Linked DNA regions of Mus musculus: all the other regions are linked to region 1. The links are chromatin contacts, called in public HiChIP or PLAC-seq and promoter capture Hi-C maps. All regions are on one chromosome and are shown on one strand. Each heading gives the region's core, a stretch centred on a gene start, on an enhancer-like site or on the middle of the called end of the contact. The rest is flanking DNA. Distances are from core to core; before and after follow the strand shown.

Evidence for each region. HiChIP or PLAC-seq counts read pairs in DNA pulled down with a chosen protein or histone mark. Capture Hi-C pulls out chosen DNA fragments and counts their contacts.
Region 2: a contact with region 1 is called in an HNF4G HiChIP or PLAC-seq map of pancreatic cancer cells. The contact joins the enhancer-like site here to the promoter of Jtb in region 1. A contact is called at or near these places in 4 of 484 Hi-C or Micro-C datasets (the G1E-ER4 cell line, cortical neurons, olfactory sensory neurons and 1 more) and 1 of 115 datasets of contacts at active chromatin or transcription factors (pancreatic cancer cells).
Region 3: a promoter capture Hi-C map of adipose tissue shows a contact between it and region 1. The contact joins the promoter of S100a16 here to the promoter of Jtb in region 1. A contact is called at or near these places in 4 of 39 promoter capture datasets (the HPC-7 cell line, cranial neural crest, frontonasal cranial neural crest and 1 more), 1 of 115 datasets of contacts at active chromatin or transcription factors (pancreatic cancer cells) and 2 of 9 other capture datasets (adipose tissue and liver).

Annotation. Positions count from the first base shown.
Region 1 is chr3:90,229,926-90,233,093 of GRCm38.p6, reverse strand. Jtb (jumping translocation breakpoint) reads right to left here and starts at 1,497. Exons shown (of 5, transcript NM_206924.2): 1 at 1,054-1,497; 2 at 862-899; 3 at 583-665. The coding sequence starts at 1,136.
Region 2 is chr3:90,705,255-90,708,422 of GRCm38.p6, reverse strand. No RefSeq gene overlaps it. Among named protein-coding and RNA genes, the nearest start is that of S100a9, 11 kb to the right of the region's middle. Within about 2 kb of position 1,667, at least 4 of the 459 cell types and tissues checked have an H3K27ac peak or open chromatin away from gene starts, as enhancers often do. A contact at or near this core is called in pancreatic cancer cells, where this site is marked.
Region 3 is chr3:90,535,702-90,538,869 of GRCm38.p6, reverse strand. It overlaps S100a16 (S100 calcium binding protein A16), which reads right to left and starts at 1,616. Exons shown (of 3, transcript NM_001356605.1): 1 at 1,453-1,616.

The DNA.
Region 1 (3,168 bases), core at 248-2,747:
TTGTTCCAGACCAGACAGTGCTACATAGTGAGACACTGTCTCAAAATAAAATAAATAAATAAAATGAGGGCTGGAGATATGGCTCGGTGGTGAAGAACACTGGTTGCTGGTTGCTCTTAGAGAGAACAGGGTTCCATTCCCAGCACCCACATTGGAACTCAATCTTTTCTAACTCTGATTCTAGGAGATCTGATGACCTCTTCTGGATTTTTAGGGCATCTCTCCCACCCCAAATACATATGCAAGCAGGCAAAATACCTATATACATAAAATGAAACAGACCAAAAAAAAAAAAATGATTTGAGCATAACCTAAGAGTCTGGGAAGAAAGGAAGAAAGACACATTAATGGCATGCTTTTGGTTTGGTTTGGTTTGGTTTGGTTTGGTTTTTCGAGAAAGGGTTTCTCTATGTAGCCCTCCCTGGCTGTCCTGGAACTCACTCTGTAGACTAGGATGGCCTCGAACTCAGAAATCCTCCTGCCTCTGCCTCCCAAGTGCTGGGAATAAAGGTGTGCACCACCACTGCCCAGCCATTAATGGAATGCTTACCAAAACAACAAACAAACAACCCAAATACTCACAATCTGGAAGTTAGAACACGGAGTACACTCTTCAGTCACCACAAACTCTTCTGCCAACCAACATGGCGAAGTTGAAGTGCTCACTAAAAGGAGAGAGAGAAAAACGGCCAGCCGAAGACCATTCAAAAAACATTTCTCTCAAAGGCTCTGCCCATCTAGCTTCCCAACACAGTGCTTGCCCTCATTCCATGTGGCACCTTATTTTTCTGTGTTCTGGGTATACTAAAAAGACATTAGAAACAAGCCATAGAGGTACAGGGTTCTCGGGCAATCACCCACCTGATAGCTTCTCCTCGCGCACCGGAGCCTCTGCCTCGCTGCAGGAAGGGGAAGGGGGTAAGAACAACAGTGAGCTCGCAGAAGACAGCGCATACCCACTTTGGACGTCTGTGGATGAGGTGTCCTGGTTTCTGGGGCGTAGACTATGGGGTTCGCCTGCGATCTCCTTTCCTCTCCCCAGTACCCACTTACCAGAGTTTTAAGGTGAAAGCGCACAGCAGCCAACAGAGGTGGCCGGCCCGGGGGAGGCCACGCCTCCCCGCGCCCGCGAGCATGGAGCGGTCAGGGTCGCACCTGTTGCAGCAGACCTCCCTGAGGTTCCAGCTCCGAGCAGCCAGATGCCAGAGTTCTCAGTCTGGGCCAACTAGAGCGCTATAGGAACGGCCTCGTGACCACAGCGAGAATAATCCATGCGGGTGTCTTGCTAGAAGCACGAGGTCTTTGTGGGGACGCAGGCGTCCGGGAAAGGGGTACGCGGGTCCGGACCTAGTGCCCGTGCCCCTCGGCCTCGGTCTCGGGAGCGGCCATCTTGCTCGCGGAGGCTCCTGGTCCCGGCACTGGCGACGCCGACTCTTCCCGGGTGCTCTCGTCTGTTTGCTGCTGTTGTCGTTCCGGACTCGGTGGCAACTGCATCTCACTGCGTTTGCGCAGGATCACGCGACTCTTCAGCTGGGCGCCGCGCGGCAGTGTGGTCCTTGTAGTGTTTGCAGAGCCGGCGGGACCGGTGGTAGAGGCGATCTCATTTGTTCTGGGTTCGCTTCTCCCTGATAACACAGCTGCTTGTCTGTTTAGAACCAGGAGAGCCGGGAGGAATAAAAAGGGGCCAAATGCCGCTCTGTCTGTACTTGGGTCCTTCATCAAAACTTTGGGCTCACCATTAGGTGACACCCTCCCCATTTCTGGTTTAACACCCTGGCCATCCTTGACACCTTGGGTTCCGGAAATCTGATGGGAAGAGAAACTGCATCGCATTTGAAACTTGCTCTTGTCCCTGGACTCCCACCCGACTCTACGCAAATGAACGGTGTCTGTTTCCCCTTCTGTGAGTGTGAAACTGCTTCACAGAGCTATTCCTTTGAAAAACCTCAGTAGTTCTCACCTCGTCCTTGCTCCTACAAATAAGGAAATGATCTCAAGGCTAAGAGCACAGATTTTTAATATTTATTTGGTTGGTTGGTTGATACTTATATTTTTTAATTTTATGTTGCTGTTGTTGTTGTTATTATTTTGAGGAAGGGTTTCTCTGTGTAGTTCTCTCCTGGAACTTGTTTTGTAGACCAAGCTGGCTTCAAGACCCAAGAGCTGGGATTAAAGGCCTGTCACCTCTTTACCTGATTAGAGCGTAGAGATTTTAAATTGAAAGTATTATTGGAATTAGATTTAGGAGCTTGTCAGCGACTCGATTGGTGGTGTGGTGGCTCAAGCCTTTAGTCCTAGTACTCAGGAGGTAGGTAGAGTTTGAGACCAGCCTTGAAAACATAGCAAGTTTCAGGCCAGCCAGAATTAGATGATGACAGAATTGAATTTCTGTCCAGAAAGAAACAAAGGAAGGAAGAAAGAAAAAAAAAAGAAAGAAAGAAGAAAGAGAGAGAGAAAAAAATCTGTTCTTCTGAAGAGGTGGCTCAGTAGTTAAGAGTCTAGATGGTCTTCCAGAGGATCCAGGTTTGATTCCCAGCGCCCACAGGGACTCAAACCTACAGTTAGTTGCAGGAGGTTACACACTCTCTTTTGGACACCACCGGTACCAGACATGCACAGGATGTACACCAAAGCACACACACAAACACACACACACACACACACACGAAATAATTTTTTTTTTTTTTTTGAGACAGGGTTTCTCTGTGTAGTCCTGGCTGTCCTGGAACTCACTTTGTAGACCAGGCTGGCCTCGAACTCAGAAATCCACCTGTCTCTACCTCCCAAGTGCTGGGATTAAAGGCATGCGCCACCACTGCCCGGCGAAATAATTTTTTTAATAAAAAAATTCTTCCCTGGGATGTGACTAAGATGTTAATCTTGCTGGGCATGGTGGCACAGCCCTTGAATGCCAGCACTCAGGGGGCAGAGGCAGGTAGATCTTTGAGTTTGATGCCAGCCTGGTTTACAGAGTAAGTTCCAGGACCACTAGGGCTAATCAGAGAAACCATGTTTAGAAAAACAAAACAAGAAGCTGGTATTTTCCTTGGGGGTCACTGTCTTTTTGCTGCTTGAATTTAAGGCAGGGTCTTAATGTGGAGCACTGGTTGCCCTTCAGCCTGTAGCAGCTCTGCCTTTGCCTCCTACATGTCGACTCCAGAGTAAACA
Region 2 (3,168 bases), core at 418-2,917, 480 kb before region 1:
AAGGAGATGCCTGAGGTGGAGCCAGGCAACAGGAAGCTCCTGAGATATAACACCTCCAAGTCTTGGGATAAGGTCTGGAGTTTCAGTGGGAAGTGAAATGAAGGCAACAGTTTATTCAGCAACATCCAGGGGAGGTGGAAGGACTGGAGAACTGTAGCCAGGGACAAGAAAGGGACAAGCAGCTTTCTCAGCTTGGAATGTCAAGTTTCCTGGCAATCAGAGATTCTGAGCAGAGATGCCCAGGTAGGAATGAGAGAAATGTGCAGACTTAACAAAGCTTATGAATGAGAGTTCAGAAGCCAGGTAGCTGAAGAGCCCTTGCATGGATATGGGAGTAGCCCAAAGTGCAGGCAGGGCTGAAGGTGGCCTTCAGGGTGGCTAATCATCAAGACTTTGTGTGGACCCAGAGATTGCAGAATAGTCTATAGTTCCTTACCTACCACCTGGGAGCTCTTTGGATTTGAACTTCCTGGCACCCTTGTCTCAAACTGTTCATTCTGGGTCAGTGTACAATAGGATGTCTCTCAGGAGCTATCTGTGGCTACCTACAGACAGGCAGGGTGGTGTTGGGCCTGAAGGGCAACTTTGGTGAGGGGGATACTAACTTCCTCTACAGAAGAAAACAATAAGTAAACCAGAAGTCACCAAAGGCCCTGGAGCACCCCCCCCCCAAGTCCTTCTGGACTACATCCAATCTGCCCACACGGCTAGAACTCCCATTTCCTTCTCCAGGGTCTAGAACAGGGAGTTTCCCTGACCCTCCTATCCATGCCTTCTCCCCAACCAGCTATATGTAGCCCAGACTCCATAGCCAGTATTCTGATCTAGTTTGACCTCCACTATCTATGCCACAACTGATCTCTAGAATTCTGCTAGGACCTGCCTTACCTATTTTCCTATGCCCAAGCTCTTCCCATGCTACATCAAACCCTTCCACCCATCCAGATCTACGCCAGCACCCCAGACTTGGACTTAGTAGGTACATCCTGTACACCAGTCATCTGTCCACCTAACTTCATTTCATCCGAGCCATTTCCAACCTCTTGGTTCAACCTGTCCAAATATCATCTCTTCTGCCCCAACCTGATCTGTCCATATTAGACTTAGAACTAACAAAAGAAGTCTATGTATCCAGATCTTGCCAAGTCCAGCATGGCCTTGGTGGGGACATATTGACATGGTTCCTGCCCTGGGACAGGTCCAGCAGACATAGGCCTCCAAGAGTGTCGATTGCTGCTGTGGGTATAAAGTTTATTTGTATAATGTACATATTTTACATTCCTCCTTTAAGGAACATCCTCCCTGTTAATGACTCTTTGATAATTAGATAACATGGAGTCCGGGAGGCAAAGGTATGGGTAATGAATCAGCAAAATGGTAAACACTGGGACCTTCAGGACAGCCCTCAAGACTGGGGAAGAAATCTAAACACAAAAATGTATGATTTCTCAAATATGCAGGAAACCCAACTTAAGTTTACTTGGTTTATGTTTACAAAAACAGACAAATTCCTAAGTTCAGGAATTTGAGGAGCCTGTGACAGAGCAAGGTTAGGCCCAGGTGTGGTAGAAATGGTACTTTCAGGTCAGGGTCCCACCCAACCAGCTTAGCATCTATGCTTCACAGAGGCAGGCAGGTCTCTCTGAATTCTTTTGCAATGTTAAAAGAAAATGTGTGCTTACTGTATCCTAAGAATTAAGGGGCTGGGTTCACAGGATGTTGAATCATAGGGCAATCAAAAGGGAATCTGGAATAAATAACTGAAGTGATATGTAAAGAGAAAACTAGACTTTGGTCTGCATGCAATGAGCTAGCAGAAAGCAATAGCAGCTCTTCTTTAGAACTTTCTCTGTTGAGAGCCGAGCTGTCTGGAGATCTGCAGAGAGCTTAAAACAGCTCTTCAAGAATTTTTTGACTTGGTTGGAAGATCCAATGATTTTTTTTTACAGCAGCTTTTCTGACTTTGGTCAGAAAATCCATGAGCTATCCAGATAGCTTTTAGAATTTTTACTAGCAGAGAGAGCTGTCTCAACCAGAAAGTTTTGAGAATAGCAAGAAAAAGCCGTCTAGAGCAGAGCAGAACACACAGAGAGAAAGTAGTCTGGAAAGCCACCTCAGCAGAACCTAGGCTGCAAGCTTGAACCCATGGTTTGACTTCGAGTCATTTGTTTTCACTGCTCCCAGACACCCCTTCTCTCAGATCCCCTCTCCACGCTAAGGGTGGTCATTGGCAAAATCTGATTACAAAAATACCAACAATGTGAAACATCAAGGTAGCATCCTCTCTCCAGCATCTACTAGTCCTGTAGAAATGTTTACCAATGAGAATTACCTACATGTATGCCAAGACACAGAATTTTTTTTAAATAATCATAATCTTCATCAAAGAATTCAAGAAGTTTAAAGAAGAAAGGAAGAAAGAGCTCAGTGGAATTGAGAAAGAGCCTAGGGAGAATGAGAACCTGAGTGATGCCCAAGAAGACACAAATATGAAGCAGAGGGGGGTGATAAGCACAGGCAGGACTTAAGAATGATAAGATGAGAACTCAAGCTGAAATAAAGATGGAAAATCTTAATAACTCAACCAGAAAACTCAAAGGAAAACTTTCTAAGTCTAATGAATCAGGCAGAAGATAAAATATCAGGACTCAAAAATAAAGTAGAGGACCTAGACGAAATAAGCAAGGAATATAAAGAAAAAATTAAACACAGGGAAAGAAACATATAGGAAATGCAGGATGCCATGAAAAAACAAATCTTCAAACTACAGCTGAAGAATCCCAAGTCAGTGTCATAGATCAAAATCTTCAACAAGCTCATAGAAGACCTCTTTCCCAAACTAAGGAAAAGCACATCGTACAGATACAGGAAGCCAACAGAACACCAAATAGACACCACCAGAAAAGTAAATCCCATGATGTATCATAGTTAAAGCATTAAGTATACATAACAAGGTGTATCAAAAGCTGCAAGAAAAAAGAAGTCATGTATAAAGGAAAACCCATCAGAATGGCAGCTGATTTCCCAATGGAAATTTTGAAAGCCAAAAGAACCTGGGACAATGCATTCTAAGCCCTAAGAGATTATGACAGCCAGTATAGTAATATACCCAGCAAAACTCTCTGCCTATAGTAATATACCCAGCAAAACTCTCTGCCATGAGAAAGG
Region 3 (3,168 bases), core at 367-2,866, 310 kb before region 1:
ACCTCACCTCCTGAGGACAAACTACCCATCTTGTTGATAAATTGACTATGCCAATAAATTAACATGGTTCACTCTCAAAAAAAAAAGCTTTTCAGTTTTAACTGTGGCATTCTCTGTGTTCCTCTCGTCTACCTCCAGTTCACTCATCCTCTTCCCATTTACTCATTCACTGACGGCCTCGTTAATTACTTTCATTCATTCACCTATCTCCATCCAGCAATACATTCATCTCATTCATTCAGCCATCCCCTTCTCAGTCAACGCATTCCTCCCAACTGCTATCAACATGCAGGGCTAGTACGGTAACCGAACTGGGCTGTAATCGCTGTTTGCAAGACTGTTCCAAGAGAATCTCCCCAGTCTCTCTGCTCCCTCGCGTTCTTTTCCCAGTGTTGAAGGCTAATGGTTCACAGAGGTGCTCCTACCTCTGCCCCCTCCCAGGACGCATGACATCATACCCACATATCACCCTACATCAACTCTGCCAGTCCTGATCTGCCTAAGTACCCCATTTATCTTCAGCCAACTTCTGCTGAAGCAGGAAGTCCTTCGAACTTTTTCCCCCAACTCATAATACTGTAATCAGGTGTCGTACACACACACACACACACACACACCTCTACCCCAGGCCTCTCCAACATTCCTAGGGTTCCTCTTCTGAGTAGAGGATGAGCCCACCTTAGCATCCATCACCCCTGCCTGGCCTTGCCACCACCTCACCTGGGCCGGGCAGGCAAACACTCCTACAGCGCAGGTGGCTCTGCCAGGCAGGGCCAGTCAAGCTGAGACCTGCCTAGGTTCTAGAGTGGAAAAGCTGCCAGTTTGAAGCTCCACTCCTTTCTCTTTCCCTCTCTCCCATCCAGGGGCCCTCACCGGCTTCCCCAGGCCACTCCCAAGGAAGCCACCCAGAGCAAATGAAGACTGCATCCCGGTTCTGCCTGTGCCCCAGGTGGAAGAGAAGCCACCTCAGCCCCTGCCTCCCTTTCCTGGCTTCTTAGGCTTTCTGGGCCCTCTGCAGTTCCTTCTGAACACCATTATTTTTCCCAGGTCACAGCTTCCGTAGTCCAGTGAGGCCTGTGTCTAGAGTCTGTCAACCCCTAACGCCCACCAAGACACACTCTCCGCCCTGTTCCGTTTGAGAGAGGACGCAACAGCTGTGGGCAAGGCCCTGGAATGTTCTGCCCAATGTCCCAGCCCCTGGAGATGAGCCAGGTCGGCTGCTTAGCCAGGAGAGGGTCCTGCTATCCTGTCTATACTCTTCTACAGGTTTCACAAAGCCACCGGACTGCTCATACCCTAACTAGCCTTTGGGGAAAATTAATGATTACCAAAATCTTCCTGCCCTGTTTCTGGCAGGCACCTCTCCTCAGGCTCCCTTCCTTGACCCCCACCCCAAGGCTTCAGAGTCCCTTCAGCAGCCCCAGACCTCCTCCGCTGGGCCTGGGGGCTCACCTGCCTCCTGTGAGTCCACCTCCTCCAGCAGGGCTCTGAGGCCTGGGCTCTGGCACTGACAGCCAAGCAGCTCCTGCTCAGCGGAGCCAGGACTCCTCCCCACTGCACTCCCAGAATCTGTCCCACTCCCTCCCGGCCTTGCCTGGCTGAGCTGGCTGTGGGAAGGTAGTGACTGAACTCTTGACTTGGCCCTGGGGTTGGGCCCTTGTTAAAGGGATACACACCTTTTTTTTTTTAAACACCCCTCTACCCTCACCCTAGAGGGAGTGGTAGAAGCTGGCAGTCCCCCAACCCCACCCTCCTAAACCCACAGGCTCTGAGCAGAATCCGACAAGGCAGAGGAAAGAAAGAGAAGGCTCATCACCTGTTTCTCTCACCTAGGTCACTGAGAGCCAGGTTTCAGGGCAACCCCCTGCCAAAGACAAGTTAGGTTCCCGGACCGCAGGATTTCCCTGCTGTTGGGATTAAGGAGTCCAACACTTGATCTCTGTTGGCTAGAGCAAATGCAACAGCTCTTTCTGGTCTCAGCTCTCCAGTTCAGCCACCCTAAGCTCAGGGATTTCATTCCTAAGAACCCCTGCACAGCAGATGCCTCCACTGCAAAAACCTAGCCCGTACACACCTTTCCTGCAGGTACCCAAGGGAGCTGGACAGCTTGACCTCCTTACAGAAGGCTGCAGCCAAACAGAGAGGACCCTTTGGCCCACTCTCACGATGATGTCTGTCAGGTACCAAAGAACACACCCGTGTACACACACACACACACACACACACACACACACACACCTGACAAATGGCTAACTGAGATGCCTATTAACATATCAAGGTGCATGCTCTCTCAGCATCTGTTAAATCATCCTGTCTCCTCTCAACACTTCTCACCTCCAACCCCTACCCTAAACCTTTCTAGTCCCCCCCACACCCAGCTTCCCTTCCCTCCCCCCCCCCCACTTCTTTCCTATATAACCCACCCATTTTAGCCACAGGCACTCTTGATTCTCTTTGACCTCTCCACTTCTGCCTTGGTCCTCCACACTTGGCTCCTAGTCCCCTCTCTTTCCCCTCTCCCTTCTCCCCCAATCCCTTCTCCTCTCATGGTCTATGCTGCCGCAGTGTCCAGTCTAGATTCTTCTTATATTTACAATATGAGAAGTCCTGTCTCATATTTACAATAAAATGCTTCTCCTCAACCATACCTAGGAACCGTCATGTCTTCATTTCCATTCATCTGGTGCTCGAAACCTGGGATAGATCTACAGATATATAGACATATAGATATACAAATTATATATATGTGTGTGTGTGTGTGTGTGTGTGTATGTGTGTATATGTATATATATGTATGTATGTGTATATATATACATATATATATCCTTCCAAGGAGCTCAGTTGGCCTCTCTCCTAACAGAACCAATCTGCTTGTTTGACTCTCCTAAAGAATGTATGGGACATTTGTTTCTGCTAGCTTCTGCCACCCTCCAAATTTGACTCCAAATTCTAAACTCTGCCCCTTCCCACTCTAACCATTGATCTAACCATTGATCTTATTTACTCAGTAGACGTCCTTCTGGCTCTTGGAGCCTGTTACACCCTCCAGAGTACCCACCACTTAGGCATCTCTCTACCAAGACACTTTCTCTTCTCCTTCTATTGCAACCCTCCCTCCTTTCCCCCAAAGCCTCTCCCAGGCCACCTCTTCAGCTGTGTTCTCTACCT